Regions from separate parts of the Bos taurus genome. Here region 2 is linked to region 1. A link is a contact called in public Hi-C data. All regions are on one chromosome and are shown on one strand. The core of a region is the stretch at or near the end of the contact, and the rest is flanking DNA. Distances in the headings are between cores, read along the strand shown.

The links. Hi-C and Micro-C count contacts between places; a contact is called where the count stands out from the background.
Region 2: a contact with region 1 is called in a Hi-C map of blastocyst, with 4 times the contacts expected there. The contact joins two enhancer-like sites. A contact is called at or near these places in 3 of 11 Hi-C or Micro-C datasets (blastocyst, liver and skeletal muscle).

What each region holds. Positions count from the first base shown.
Region 1 is chr28:24,293,900-24,298,793 of ARS-UCD2.0, reverse strand. No RefSeq gene overlaps it. Among named protein-coding and RNA genes, the nearest start is that of DNAJC12, 13 kb to the right of the region's middle. Within about 2 kb of position 2,548, at least 80 of the 102 cell types and tissues checked have an H3K27ac peak or open chromatin away from gene starts, as enhancers often do. A contact at or near this core is called in blastocyst, where this site is marked.
Region 2 is chr28:24,338,631-24,343,524 of ARS-UCD2.0, reverse strand. No RefSeq gene overlaps it. Among named protein-coding and RNA genes, the nearest start is that of DNAJC12, 57 kb to the right of the region's middle. Within about 2 kb of position 2,899, at least 2 of the 102 cell types and tissues checked have an H3K27ac peak or open chromatin away from gene starts, as enhancers often do. A contact at or near this core is called in blastocyst, where this site is marked.

The DNA of each region.
Region 1 (4,894 bases), core at 1,299-3,798:
GATTTTTGCTGAGCTTTGAAACTGTTCATGAGTATTATTCTATATTTAGATTTCAGTTCCTTTTGGCAAACATACACTGTACTGTGAATTTATCAGAGCCAATGGATTCTTTGAATTTACTAAAGAGGATGATGGGGCCTATGACACGAAGTATTCATTAGAAGTTTCTTGTTTTTATTCCATTTGTACTTGGAATAATCCTGGTATCCGATTGATATCCTTAGTCTAGGTCATACCTTGATGCACATTTTAATCTCTGGTGATAGCCTTAAAAAAAAATACCCATGCCTCAACCCCAGGAAGTCCATTTTAATTGCTCTAAAGAAGGGTCTTGGCACTGTTGTGTATGTAAATGTATATACACATATGTGTATAAATATGTGTGTGTATATATATATATATATTCACCAAGTGATTATTTTTGGCCAGGTCACATGGCTTATGGGATTGAACCCGGGCCCCCTGCAGTGGAAGCCCAGAATCCTAACCACTGGATCACCAGGAACTTCCCCACCAAGTGATTTTAATGTGCAGCCAGACTAGAGAGGGTCACTGGTCTGGTATCTGGGAATCAGAACTCATAAGACCAGATAATCTTGATCTTACTGCCAGAAGTTATCTCATGAGTTATTTGGCCCAGTTTCATGCCCTTAAGTCACTATTTTCCTAAAATTGCCGTTATATCTTATTTGACTACTATACTGCTAATATGGCTTCCCTTGTGGCTCAGACAGTAAAGAATCTGCCTGCAACGCAGGAGACCTTGGTTCCATCCCTGGGTCAGGAAGATCCTCTGGAGAAGGGAATGGTTACCCACTCCAGTATTCTTACCTGGAGAATTCCATGTACATAGAGACTGGCAGGCTATAAGTCCATAGGGTTGCAAGAGTTGGACACAACTAAGAGACTAACACTTTCACTTTACTAATATATTTGTCTGTAGTTCTATTTGAGAAGAGGAGGAAAAAGCTGAAACCTCAGGGAGATATTTTAGTGCTTGTTTCCCAAACATAATTGAGTGATTGTTCATGGAATTTCTTTCTGTTTAAAAGAAATCTGTGATAATAACAGGAGGTCTAAACTAAAAACCTGGTGATTTCTGCCTCACTAACAAGTGACATATTAAGCCATTTTTCAATAATTAAAAATGAATTATTTTTTAAAAAGAGAAAGCACACATATAGTGAAATTACAAAAGTTATAGAAGTATAACGTTTACCTTCCATTCCTGTATTTGGATCATCAAGTCTGCTTCCCTGAAGGTAAGTACTCTTATGGGTTTCTTGTGTATCTTTCCAGAGACACTATAGTCTACAGTTATTTTTAATTTTCACATTTTGGCTTCAGATAGGAATCTGTACTTCAGTCATTCTCCTTTTAAACATATCTTTCCATATTTCCTTAAGAGCAAAGGTGCTAAGATTAGAGTGGAAAAGAATGATCCATGCTGAGTGTTAGAATTTAAAAGAATCTCAGAGGTCATTCTGTCCTTTGCTACTCCTGGATTAACAGGGACTTCAGCTGGGGGCGTGTCAGAAATGCAGAATCTCAGACCTCTCCCAGACATCCTGAAGCAGAAGTTGCATCTTCACCAAATCCACGTGATTCATGTGCACTTTTAAGTTTGAGAATCATTGCTCTGGTCTTGAATTCTCCTTCACAAATCGAGGTGGTGTGGCTCAACAAGGAGCCAGTGGAGAGCTGATACTAGAAATCAGGTTTCCTAACAGCCTTGTCAAGTGCATTTTCTGAAATGCTGAAATTCTGGCCAAATAATCTGATGCAGTACTTTTATGCATTATGTTCACTAAGAGCTTTGGAGTCGGACACAGCACAGTTCAATTGCTAGCTTTATTCATGGCATACAGTAGGAGCTCAATAATGGTGATTATTCTTCCTGTTGTTACTGTTATTTTATTTTTAAAATTAATAAGTAACTTTGAAGAGCAGTTTTAGGTTCACAGCCAAATTAAGCAGAGTTCCCTTTTATCCTCTGTCCCTCACTATCAATATCTGCACACATTAACAAGAGGATTACTAGCATTTGTCACTGCACTTTGCACTTGACTGAAGCTTCAAAGCAATGTTTCAACAGCCTTAAACGAATCATTTACAGATTCTATTTTACTTCTGATTTAACAGAAAGACTTTTTCTTTTCTTTTTTTTTTTAAAAATATATCCTTTTCCTGTCTCAGAATGTTCTTTTGCTCTGGCAAGCAGGCCTGAAAGAGTGAGGTTAAGGTCTTGGCAGGTTCCGTTTTCTTTCCACTGAATATTATTACGCTGGAACGGAGCAGCAGATTCTGAAGAAAAGACATTGAGAGGTAGGAGCTAGATAAAAAATGAGATTACGTTTTTAATCAGAGCGCTCAGCTGATGTCCAAACCCCAGCTTGAGAAGGGAGCAGGGGCCCGTGTTGTGGGAAATCAGAACGAATGATTGCAGGCTCTTTCTGGAACTTGGGCTTTGGCGTCTTGGAAGTTCGGGGTCGGAAAGACCGCAAGGGCAAGGTGCCGATTTCATTCTGCATAGCAGAACTTGGCGCTAGACTGGAAGGAAAACGGAGTAGCTGCTAGGAAAGCTGCTAGTCTGAGAACGACTCTCAGAGTTGTCCGCGTGGAGCCCACCTAATTTCTATGGGCTCCCTAATTTCTGTTCTCGCTCGGAGCTCCTAGGGCTTGGAAACTTTTCTAGACTTTCCGTTTGAGCTCTTATATAGCTTTTTTTTTCTCACTTAAAAGCCTCTGAAATCTGTTTTTTTTTTTTTTTTTTAATGCACTTCCGGAGGGACATTTACGGGAGGCCGGAAGTAACTGGGCTTTCCTTTGTCACTCCTTTTACACGCCAATTTCCGCGATGTCTTGTGGGAGCTGTAGTCCTGGGACGGCGATTGCCGCCTGGGTTGTAGGAGACTGGGCGGTTTTTCTGGTTCCGAGGCTGGGCCTCTCACGGGCCACATGCGAAGAGCTTTCGCTAAGTTAAAAATCTCTGTGTGATTTCTATATTTGGTATATGTATTTTTTTTAAGTTAATTTTTTTTTCTTTTTAATCAGCTTGTGTAAATTAAATTGTATTTGTTCTTTTAAAAAGCATCCCAAGGGAATTCCCTGAGGGTGCAGTTGGGTGGGGATCCCTGCTTCCACTGTAGGCGGCCTGGGTTCCATTCCTGGTGGGGGAACTAAGATCTCGAAAGCCGGGCCAGCAAAGAGATAGACACAAATTATTAAATAGAATAAAAAGCATACAGAAAACAAAAGTGGTAGGATGACTATATTGACTTCACACTAACAGTTCTGAGAGATGTAAACTGAAATTAAAGGCTTTCTGTACCTGCTCAGCACCCTCCCTTAAAAGGAATCCGTAATTTGATTTTTAAAGAAAAAAATCAGGTGCAAATGTACATATAGTTGACCCTTGAACAAAATGGTCTTTGAAATGCAGGGATCCACTTATACAGGGAATTTTTTTTTTTTTTGGTCAATAAATATATGAATTATGAAAAACTGTGCAAAAGAGGTAATGACATCATACTCTTCTTAAACTTTCTTTTTCATTTGATAATTCATCTTAGAGATCTTTCCATACTGCACAAAAAGAGCTATCTTACTCTTTTTTAAATGCTTGCATGGTATTTCATAACAAAAATACCATAATTTATTCATCCATTGGTCTCTTCTTCACCATCCCATTGAGGGACATTTTGATTATTTCCAACTTTTTTCTGTTGAAAACAATTTTGCAATGACTGCCTGGAACATTTTGGTGTAAATCCACAGGATAAATTTGTAGAGAAAAATTATCGAGCCAAGGAGATATATGCTTTATAAAAGTTTACAAATATCACCAAATTGCTAAACTGTACCAGTTTACACTGGAATTTCCAGGTGGCTCAGTGGTAAAGAATTCACCTGCCTGTCCGCCATGCAGTGGACACGAGTTCGATCTCTGGGTCAGGAAGATTCCCTGGAGGAGGGCATGGTAAGCCACTACAGTATTCTTGCCTGGGAAATCCCAGGGACAGAGATGCCTGTTGGGCTACAGTTTGTAGGGTTGCAAAGTCAGACACAACTGAGCACGCACACACACACTGATTTATAGTATCCGGCAATGTATGAAGGTGTTTGCTTCCTCCCTTCTATTCTAGCACTGGGTATTATCAACTTTAGAAATTTTGCCTCTCTGAGAAGTAAACAATGTATCTTCTTTGAATGATTAGCAGTTTCATAATTATGAATGAGGCTGCACTTTTCTTGATCCATTTAATGGCTATTTATATTTCTGAAAGTAATCATATCCTTAATCCAGTTTTCTCTTGGGTTGTTAATCTTTTTCTTACTGATTTTTTGGTACTTTTTGTAAAGTAGGGAACTCAGCCTTTTGTCTGTTATGGGAATTGTGAAATTTTTTTCCTTGTACATTATTTACCTACCTTCTGATTTTACATTTGTATTTTTTTTTTTTTGCCACTACACATCTGCATAAATTTTGTACAGTCATGTTTATTAATTTTATCCTATGGCTTCTGGGTTATTTGGTTATCTGTAACTTACTTTGGTGTAAGTAGGAATGGCTCTACCATCATTATTTTTTCAAAATACTAGCCAATGGCCCCAACATGATTTTTATTACCTTTATCATTAGAGAGAAAAACCCAGTGAACATGAAAAATATACCCTACCATAAGATGCTGCAGCAAGTTTAGAGGTTAGTTTTGGGGAAAAGAGTGGAAATAAATAAGTGGTACTCTACTTTTCTCCAAATACATACTTACCTTATATTATTGCTTTTTCAAACAATACCCCAAAAAGGTTGCTATTATGTTTATACTATATTTATATAAAGTATTATTTATTTAATATTTATTAAAGTAATGAAGATTTATAATCATTATAC
Region 2 (4,894 bases), core at 1,650-4,149, 44 kb before region 1:
TAAATCTTCTATTTTTAAAAATTTCCCATTTTTATTTTGCTTATTTTTTCCTATTGATTGTTTTTTTCTGTTAGTAGCTAGCCATCAACTGTTTTTTTTAAAAAATGAAGTACAGTTAATTTACATTACTGTATTTGCCTTGAGTGTACAACCTAGTGATTCAATGTTTTTAGGAACCCTAGTCCATTGAAAGTTATTACAATAAAATGGGCATATTTCCCTCTGCTGTATACTATATCCTTGTAGCTTATTTATTTTCTACATGGTTTGTATCTCTTAATCCGCTAACCCGATCTTGCCTCTCCCACTTCTGCTTTCCCTGTTAGTTCTCTATATCTGTGAATCTGATTCTCTTTCATAGATAAAGTCATTTGTGTCATATTTTAGTTTCCGCATATAGGTGACATCATACGGTATTTGTGTTTCTGACTTACTTCACTTTGATAACCTCCAGGATTACGTTGCTGAAACTGGCATTATTTCAATCGTTTCTATATTTCATATATGAAATGTGGGTGGACATTTCCATATATGAAAATGGAATTTTCTACTTATCATGTAAGAACACATGGGTGCATATATCCATATATGAAAATAAAATTTTCTATATGTCATGTATGGAAATGTGGGTGCATATTTCCATAAAAGAAAATAGAACTTTCTATATTTCCTATATGAAATTATGGGTGAATATTTCCATATAAGAAAATCGAATTTTCTATGTTTCCTGTATGAAAATTTGGGTGTATATTTCCGTATAAGAAAATCAAATTTTTGTATTTTCTGTTTGAAATATGGGTGTGTATTTCCATATGTGAGAATCTTATTTTCTATACTTCCTTTATGAAAATATGCGTTCAGGTTCTAGGTTTAGCTCTCTTGATAGTTTTTTCTGGCGTGTGGAGACTATCCCTTATAGAGGATATTGCCAACGTACATTCCCAGCGGCAGTGTGCGGTGTTCCCTTTCCTCCGGGCTCTCTCCTGCCTTTATTGTCTGTGAACTTGTGAGGATGCCCATTGTGAATGGTGGGATTTGATTTCTGGTTGTCCTTTTGTTTGGCATTCCTGCAGTAATTACAAGTGCTGAGCATCTTGTCCCATGAGGCAGTGTGGTATTTTATTTAAATTTCTTTTTAAGAATGTGAGAAAAATTACCAGTGGCAAGTGGCTTTTAGATACTCCATAGTGTTTGTAAGGCTGTGGTCCTAGTGTGATCAGATTGACTAGTTTTCTGTGAGTATGGTTTCAGTGTGTCTGCCCTTTGATGCCCTCTTGCAACACCTACCGTCTTACTTGGGTTTCTCTTATCTTGGACGTGGGGTATCTCTTCATGGCTGCTCCAGCAAAGCACAGCTGCTGCTCCTTACCTTGGACGAGGGGTATCTCCTCACTGCCACCCCTCCTGACCTTGAACGTGGAGTAGCTCCTCTAGGCCCTCCCTGCGCAGCCACCGCTCCTTGGACGTGGGGTTGCTCCTCTCAGCCGCCGCCCCTGGCCTTGGGCGGGGGGTAATTCGTGGAAAATTCTGAAAGAGATGGGAATACCAGACCACCTGACCTGCCTCTTGAGAAACCTATATGCAGGTCAGGAAGCAACAGTTAGAACTGGACATGGAACAACAGACTGGTTCCAAATAGGAAAAGGAGTACTTCAAGGCTGTATATTGTCACCCTTATTTAACTTATATGCAGAGTACATCATGAGAAACGCTGGGCTGGATGAAGCACAGGCTGGAATCCAGATTGCCGGGAGAAATATCAATAACCTCAGATAGGCAGATGACACCACCCTTATGGCAGAAAGTGAAGAGGAACTCAAAAGCCTCTTGATGAAAGTGAAAGTGGAGAGTGAAAAAATTGGCTTAAAGCTCAACATTCAGAAAACGAAGATCATGGCATCTGGTCCCATCACTTCATGGGAAATAGATGGGGAAACAGTGGAAACAGTGTCAGACTTCATTTTTTTGGCTCCAAAATCACTGCAGATGGTGACTGCAGCCACGAAATTAAAAGCCGCTTACTCCTTGGAAGAAAAGTTATGACCAACCTAGATAGCATATTCAAAAGCAAAGACATTACATTGCCAACAAAGGTCCGTCTAGTCAAGGCTATGGTTTTTCCAGTGGTCATGTATGGATGTGAGAGTTGGACTGTGAAGAAGGCTGAGCACCGAAGAATTGATGCTTTTGAACTGTGGTGTTGGAGAAGACTCTTGAGAGTTCCTTAGACTGCAGGGAGATCCAACCAGTCCATTCTGAAGGAGATCAGTCCTGGGTGTTCTTTGGAAGGAATGATTCTACAGCTGAAACTCCAGTACTTTGGCCACCTCATGCAAAGAGTTGACTCATTGGAAAAAACTCTGATGCTGGGAGGGATTGTGGGCAGAAGGAAAAGGGGACGACAGAGGATGAGATGGCTGATGGCATCACCGACTCGATGGATGTGAGTCTGAGTGAACTCAGGGAGTTGGTGATGGACAGGGAGGCCTCGAGTGCTGTGATTCATGGGGTCACAAAGAGTCGGACACTGAACTGAACTGAACGTGTTTGTAAATCCCTCCCCCAGGACATTTCCTGAGGGCAGCTGTCATTAACAATGCCCCAGGACTTCCCTCATAGTTCAGTCGGTAAAGAATCTGCCTGCAATGCAGGAGACTAGGGTTCGATTCCTGGGTTGGGAAGACCCCTTGGAGAAGGAAATGGCAACCCACTCCAGTATTCTTGCCTGGAGAATCCCATGAACAGAGGAGCCTGGCAAGCTACAGTCCATGGGGTCGCAAGAGCCCTACACGACTTAGCGACTAAGCCAGCACCACCAGACCTTGTAAGTTAGAAGTGCCAGTAAGCACCAGTGGTCAAGTTGCAGTTACAGAAAGGTCCACAAGGCGGCAGCACTTTCCAAAACCCAACTTTTGGTTCCTGCGGCTGCAAACAGAGCCTTAGGGAAAGTTGACTTCCTGGGCTATGAAGTAGGGTGGAATGTGCCTGCGCAAACACAAAAGGGCTTGTGTCCCAGTACTTCTTCTGTCTAAAACTTCGTGCCCTTAACCCCTAGATGAATCCCAGTGGGGGCCACAGCACCCAGCTGAGGGGGCTAAGGTGCCCAGGAGGCTACACCGTGAGTAAGGAGAATTGAGCTGGGAACCCCAGCAGCACCTAGCAGGAAGCTAGGTGACTATTGCCTCCAAAATCCTCGAGGACTTGATCCAACTCTGAGCTCTGATCCCAGCCAGAGCCAAGCAGACAGTAGAGGTTTAAAAAGGGCTCAATGAAGGGCACCCTATCAGGCTGTCTCCATCCCACCCCAGTCCAGCAGAGGAAACCAAGCCTGTTCAGGCTCCAGGGATGGGATAGTAGCTCCAGTCAGGGAGACTGGAGGGAATCAAGTAGGCATTGCCTTTCTTTTCTTTCCTTTAACATCGTGCCAATGCTGTGTTGGAGTACTCTTGTTCTTGTCTTCAGTGTTCAGTTCAGGTCAGTCGCTCAGTTGTGTCCGACTCTTTGCAACCCCGTGGACTGCAGCACGCCAGGCTTCCCTGTTCATCACCAACTCCTGGAGTTTACTCAAACTCATGTCCATTAAGTCAGTAATGCCACCCAACCATCTCATCCTCTGTCGTCCCCTTCTCCTCCTGCCTTCAATCTTTCCCAGCATCAGGGTCTTTTCAGATGAGTCAGTTTTTTGCATCAGGTGGCCAAAGTATTGGGGCTTCAACTGCAGCATCAGTCCTTCCAATGAATAGTCAAGACTGATTTCCTTTAGGATGAACTGGTTGCATCTCCTTGCAGTCCCGTGTACAACCGCCCAATTCGTGTGTTACATATGTATGAAGTATCTCTTTGCTTTTTAAAAAAATTTTTTCCCATAGAAGGTGTAGCCTAGTGCTGAGCATCAGGCTCTTGTGGATTATCTAATCTCAGATCCAGTTTTCTGTGTATATGAGGAAGTTAGGAAGGAAGGAAGGAGATAATCCTTGTGCATGATCTCTGAGAGAAAGATGTATGTGTACATGTGGAAGACTGGCAGGCAGGGGGACAGGCTGGCTCTCAGGAAGGACCCAAGTGGGTAATCCTTGTTGATGATCTATTAAAGATAAAGATTTCTGTGTCTATGTTAATCCTGACCTCCTAATTTATTCCCCGCCCTTCACTATGGATCCCTTTGTTTGACTTTGAATTCTCAGAGTCTCTTATTGAGTTCTTTTGTATTTTTTTTTTTCTTTTCCAGTATTTCCTAGAAAGGACATAATATGCTATTGCCTTCCTCTGTCTGACTGATTTCTCTTAGGATATGATTCTCTAAGGCCCATCCCTGTGGCTACCAGTGGCATAATTTCCTAATTTCAGTTTTGATTTTTCATGTAACTCTCCATTGTGTATATGTACCACATCTTGTTTCAGCTTTAATCTGTCGGTAGAGTTTATGCGGGTTCTTTGTCAAAGCTGTTGTGAGTTAGTGCTTCACTGCCTGTTGGGGTTCATGTACCTTTTAACTTCTAATTTTCTCAGAATATAGACTCAGCTGTGGGACTGCTGGATTCTAGATTTAGCCTCTCTTGATAGATGTTTTTTAGGCTTTAGGAGAATGTCCATTATACTGGCTGCTGCCAAAGTATATTCCTGCCAATAGTTAAGGGGGATTCTTTTCCTCCACACTCTTTCCTGCGTATATTACCTGGAGACTTCTGACATTGGCCATTGTGAGTGTTTTGAATTGATTTCCCATTGTCCTTTTGACTGGCATTCCAAGAACAATTAGGGATGATGAGAATCTTGTTTTATGGCAGAGGTTTGGGTGTGTTTTTTCATTTCTTTTTTCTTTTCATTGTCTTAAACGGTGTCAGGACAGTTTACCTTTAGTAGTTGCCTTCCTAAAAGTCGGCTGTGTTTAGAA